2 separate regions of the Mus musculus genome follow, and region 1 is linked to region 2. A link is a contact called in public promoter capture Hi-C data. All regions are on one chromosome and are shown on one strand. Each heading gives the region's core, a stretch centred on a gene start, on an enhancer-like site or on the middle of the called end of the contact. The rest is flanking DNA. Distances are from core to core; before and after follow the strand shown.

Evidence for each region. Promoter capture Hi-C pulls out the DNA fragments that hold promoters and counts their contacts.
Region 1: a promoter capture Hi-C map of hippocampal neurons shows a contact between it and region 2, with 2.2 times the contacts expected there. The contact joins the promoter of Itga10 here to the enhancer-like site in region 2. A contact is called at or near these places in 12 of 39 promoter capture datasets (the 3T3-L1 cell line, the C10 cell line, the HPC-7 cell line and 9 more), 1 of 484 Hi-C or Micro-C datasets (liver) and 6 of 115 datasets of contacts at active chromatin or transcription factors (the 230-238 cell line, bone marrow-derived macrophages, embryonic stem cells and 2 more).

The regions. Positions count from the first base shown.
Region 1 is chr3:96,644,211-96,646,910 of GRCm38.p6, forward strand. Itga10 (integrin, alpha 10) reads left to right here and starts at 1,374. Exons shown (of 30, transcript NM_001302471.1): 1 at 1,374-1,476. The coding sequence starts at 1,425. Pex11b (peroxisomal biogenesis factor 11 beta) reads left to right here. Exons shown (of 4, transcript NM_011069.3): 4 at 1-1,171.
Region 2 is chr3:96,311,087-96,313,985 of GRCm38.p6, forward strand. No RefSeq gene overlaps it. Among named protein-coding and RNA genes, the nearest start is that of n-TNgtt4, 9.5 kb to the right of the region's middle. Within about 2 kb of position 1,490, at least 15 of the 459 cell types and tissues checked have an H3K27ac peak or open chromatin away from gene starts, as enhancers often do. A contact at or near this core is called in hippocampal neurons and stem cell-derived epiblast-like cells, where this site is marked.

The DNA of each region.
Region 1 (2,700 bases), core at 124-2,623, 330 kb after region 2:
ATAGCTCTTCCCTTTATCTCTCTGTCTTGAGTCTAGTTAAGAATTTGTTACCGTGAGACAGAATTCTCTTTCTTAGCCTCCTGGCCAGATATTTAAAAGGAGGGGGGTGGGTTACTTTTTGGTAGGGGAAGCTTAAGTTATGGATAGCAAAGTGCTAATTGTATTCTTTTTTTCTGAAACCTCATGTAGCATTTTTCTTCCCTTCCACCCTCCATACTTTCCCAGGCTTCATTTCATGCCCGGCGTCTCTTCGCTCACACCGCTGCAGGCTGTTTGAGGCTTCTCCCCTGGGTCTGCCTCAGCAGACTGCCTCCACACTTTCCAGTTTCTGCGTACACGTTGATATTAGAGTTTCCTTCCGCACTTGGCTCTTGCTCTTTCTCTGACTACCCAGGCTGATGCCATGTCTGGCCTCTTCCTGTAAATACTGTACAATGATTCTATGTAAATAACTGGTCCTTGCCCACAGAGCAAGCAAGCCTTCTAGGCTAACAAATTAAAGATCAGTTTGCTCACTGACTTTTTTATTCAATTCAAGATGGCGGGGGTGGGGTGGGGGGACGGATTGCCTGTTTTCACTGTGGTACCTAGGCAGGGCTGAAGCTCTGAGCTCCCCTGCTTTAGGCTTCTGAGTAGCCTACAGTGAGTGTTACTGTGTCCAGCTGCTCGTTGACATCTGGTCTCTCATGGTCTGGTCATTGTAAGCCTTAGCTCTCTGACTGTGGATGGCTTTCCTTGGCGTTAGCAGCTAACATGGTTACAGGATTTCACTGAAAATTTAAATGTTGGGGGAAAGGTGCGGACACACCATAATGGTCCCAATTCAAAACAATCCGTGAACAGCCTCAAGTTAGGGGTGAGATGTTTTCAACCAAAGTAATTATCTTGACACCACAAAGCACACCTGTCTACAGGCAGTGACTCCCCAAAAGCTATTAGACACACACAAGCATGACCATAACTCAGTGGATTGGCAAGGTCACACAGTAGGACTGCCCTTCACACAGTAGGTAGGAAAATGCTGCTGTCACTGCTGTCAGCTGTTATTTTGCATATCCCATGTTAAGATTAATAAGGCAAAAAATATTGTCTCTAAGTCCTACTTTCTGTTCCAAACTGGAGGAAATTATTGAATAAATAAACCGTGCATAAAAGTAGCCTCAGAAAGGGTCAAAATTTGTGTTTTCTTTGAATATTAGCTGAGGCCTCCAGGGGGCAGCACCAAGGTAGAGAGCTGGACTAAGGCTGCTCTGTGTTCCTGTCCTGGGCTCCCCACAGCTCCCTTCCACCACCACTCCCATTCCATCCAACTTTATTTTTAGCTGCCAGTGGGAGGGGGCAGGATAGGAGGGAAAGTAACGAAAACAGCCAAGGAGAGGGACAGAGCGACTCAGAGCCTCTCGGACTGGACCGGACAAGCGCCCATGGAGTCTCTCTCCATCCCTCACCTGCTCCTGCCCCTGGCGTTGCTGACAGGTGAGGGAAGCAAACTTGGTTTCTGCTGGGAATGGAAGTTATGTGGATTGTTTATAATTGGGACCATTATGGCTAAAATTCTTCGGGCGCTCAGGTCGGAGGTTAATACCGATGCTATATTTCCTGTGTGCACTCATGTTCTTAGACACCCAAATGGCAGTGGCCAAAACTTCCTCTGGCTTGTACCTCATTATCTAAACCTTTGTACCTAATTATCTAAAACCTTTGTCCTAAACTCCACAGACATGAGGGCACAGAAAAGAGACGTGTCTCTCATCTTCCATTCGGTTACACTGATTCCTACCTTCCCTGCTTCTCCCTGCCATTGGTGCTCCTTGGTGCCTGAGGCATAATTGCCTTACTATGTGGTCAGAACTCTGGGTTCGCCTAACGACCGAGCTACAGTTTCTGGTCTCATAGCCCTGCCAATTTCCTGGATTAAAAAAAAAAGGCTCACATATAAAATACCTTTTCTGAAAATGAGCACAGTGTGAGTTGAAGTTAGATTTTGGGGGATGGAGGGTTGCTTGGATGCAAAGAGCAAGACAGTAGAGAAGAGAATCATGGGAGGGATAAGAGGCTTGGAATTTTTCCCTGCTAGTGCCCTATAATCTTTGTTTCCTAAAATAACAGCTCTGATTTTATGGGAATTGGGGTCAGGAGAAAGGAATCAGTAGGGCACAGATGGGGACCCCAAGCGTGGACTAAAGTTTGAGGAAACTATGGGAGTAGGCAAGGGGTGTTTGTAAGGTGGATGAGATGAGGAGATTGTGGTGGGGGGGAGTCTTGGGGGTGATAGGACCCTTAACAGGGATAGATGGCAAACTGTGTGTGGGCAGGCCGGTGGTTCCACCCACTTAATTAGCGTTGAGGTTGGCAGGGCTGGAAGGAGCCAGCACTCTCAACCTTGGAGAAAGTGCAAGTGTGACAAGAAGAAACAGAAAGAGGAGACACCCGGGCAGGGAGCTCCTTGCCATCGTTTCTTCCCATGGCCCTGGCTTTGGGAAGAATTAGGAAAGGGTGGTGACTCTGCATCCTCAGAAAAGCCCTCTCTCCCTCTTTGGACTCTCGAGGCTTAGAGAGGAGAATGTGTAGGAGGAATGATGTGGAAAGAGTAACTTGACCTATCCAGATGTGTCTGTGAATGAGATTTCAGGAATGAGAATGGAAATACAGCTGTGCTTCAGCATGGCCGAGGGCCTTAGGATCCCTCACCCCCACCCC
Region 2 (2,899 bases), core at 240-2,739:
TTTCCGAGTGGAACAAGGTCAGGAGAATCAGACGCTTATGGTTTTCTCTAGTACAGTTCTTGTAGAAAAGCATTTGTTTTGCATGTGTTAGCTACTTTTAGATCATAGGAAAGCACATTAATTGTTAAATTAGATCCTGCTGCCCTTCAAAACTAGATGCATGGGGAGCATTGGTGGTTCAGTGGTAGAATTCTCGCCTCCCACATGGGGGACTTGGGCTCAATTCCCAGCCAATGCAAGATCTCCCTTTTCAAAATTTCTTAAGCTTCTAATTAGTAGCACTGTGTCTGGAACTTACGAAACTGTCCATTAGATTTGCTCTCGGACCAGACCAAATGGTGTACATGTGTAGAACTTGATTTAGACACCTCAAATGATCAAAGAAATTCCATTGGCTAGAAGGTTCATGATTCCAGCTGGACCTTGGGCTGGCCAATGGGAGAGCGGCTACAGGAGGAATGTCCTGGGCAGATCCAGAGCCCTGGAAACCCAGACAAGAGGTCGAGGGTGGGGGTTGGGGAGGAGGCATACCCTGGACATAAGAAGCCACTCACCACGGTTAGCATCTGTACTCTCCAGCCCTTTGGAGTTTGAAGAAGGAAATAGTCTATATTCCTAGCAATACCTGCCAACAGAGTTGACCCGAGAACTATACTCTTAATGAGAAAAAAAATGGATTTTGAATTTTGTTTATACTTCTTAGAACTTGGGGAGGCTTCATGAAAAGTGAACAACAGAAATAAGGTTCTGGGTGAAACGACTCAGTAGGGTGGAGGAGCTTGTCACCAAATGTTGACGATCTGAGTTCAGTCCTGGGAACTCCACAGTGGAAGGCAAAACCTGACCTCTGCCCTTCCCTCACCTGCCTTTAAACAAATAGGCACAAGCATATACAAACAACAAATAAGATAAAAAAGCTTTCTTATTTAAACAAACAAACAAACAAAGTAATGTGAATGAAATAAACCCTCCTGGACCGGCTCCTAATCCCAGCCTTCATCACAGCAACTGAAAGCAAACTAACAGGAAATCCAACCTCAAGGCAATACAGTAAAATTCAGCTTTTAAGATAAAGAAAACAGCCTCCAGTCCTCTGGGCAATGCCGGGAAGTTACAAAAGAATTTCCTGCACCAGGTCAAGGCCATAAAGGAAAGGCATCCACTTTAGTTTCTCTGTCTCTAGTTTGGAACAGCATTTTCAGACATTATGCAGAGATTGCAAGCCAGGGATATTATACCCGACTGGCCTCTTGCAGGTTCCAGGGCAGAGAGCCCTAGAACTCTGACACTTCACACTAAGCCACAGAGGCACGGTTGCCACAATCTGACCCAGACCTTGGACAGCACCCTTGCCAGCCAAGGCAGAAGTTGCTCTTCCCTGCCTGCTGTGGGAAGCCCTTGTTTTTTGAGCAGTTTCTTGCCTGCCTGTCTAGTTCCTTGGAAACGCCCCACTTGCCTCGTGTTCCTAGGATACAACCAGTGAGCTGTAGTGTAAAGCTGGCTCCTGCAGGACAGACACGCTTGTGCTACCTACTCCATCCTGATGTCATCTGTGGGACTGTGGGTGTTAGGAGAATCTGGCGCTGTGGGTATAGATTCCCTCACTGCGTTTGAGTTCACTGTCTCTGTACTAGAACATTTAATGCACATATGACCAGTGCTGCCTCCTCAGGGTTGCTTGACTACATGATGGGCTTGCTCCCCACAGTGAATGGTGGTTTCTCAGGAGACTCTGGCCAGCTTGAGTGTGGTAAGCATGACTCAGGCAGGCCTTGTCTTTCTCCCCCACTCTCTCCGCCTTGCTAAAAATCATTAGATTACATTCCTGAAGCTGGCCACCATGGTCTATTCCCTTATTTGGCCACTTCCTCCCCCTGAGGCTGACTACCAAGGCCTGCTATCAAAGTACTGAAGTCCAGCAATCAAAAGCCCTCTTTGGCTCACCTAATTCATATGCCCAATCAAAATTAAACATCCCATCGTAGGGGTTTCCTCTTGTGCCTTTATAAACTGCCATTTGCCTATGTGCCACATCTGTCTCCTCTCTATCCAGAGGCAGTCCTGTGTCCCAGTCCAGGACAAATATCCCTGCCCCCTCTACTTTGTTCTCTTCCCTTCTCCCTCCTCCTCTGTCTCCTGTCTTATTTCCTGCTTCCCTGTCTCCTCCGTGCTGAGAACATAGTCTTGGGGGTCCCAAGCCATTACTTTTCCTTTCAGTTTTGCTTAAAAGGGCAGGAATCCGTGGTGTGTCCTAAAGAACAGGCACCATGAAGCTAAAATCAGCCTCCTCGGAAACCAGAAGTGCCCAGTTGCTGTTGAGCAGAAATCCTGTCTCTTAGGCCTTACTTCCAAGGAGCATGGTCGCAGGTGGGCAGCTCTTGTGCGCGCTTGACTGGCCAGGAAGAACGACGCTGCAACAGGATTTTTCTGCACACGTTTATTGGGAGAGCTTGATTGTAGAGGCGAAAAGACTTTGAGCCCAGAACTGGTGCTGCTTTTATAGGCCTAGGAGGGGCGTGTCTCACACCCGGATTGGTTATGCACTAAGCCTCATTTGCATGTTCCTCATCTGATTGGCTACTCTCTCTCAGTACCTTACAGAACCTCATTATCATACCTCATTTGTATGTCTCACATCTGATTGGTTATACTCTCAGTACCTTACAGAACCTCATTATCATGTCTGGGCCAGGCAGTGTTTTTGCAAAAAACTTTACTGCATATGTACACATTGGTTGTTTGTCCAATCTTATGCGTGGTGGCCAGCAGTAGTCAGTGCCACTCTGCAACGGCACATGTGGCTTCCCACATCTCCCCCTGTTTGTTTTAATAAAATGAGGCTGGACTAGGCCTGTGTAATTATGCTCATCTGCCGTGGCTCCTGTTTTAGGTCGTTTTT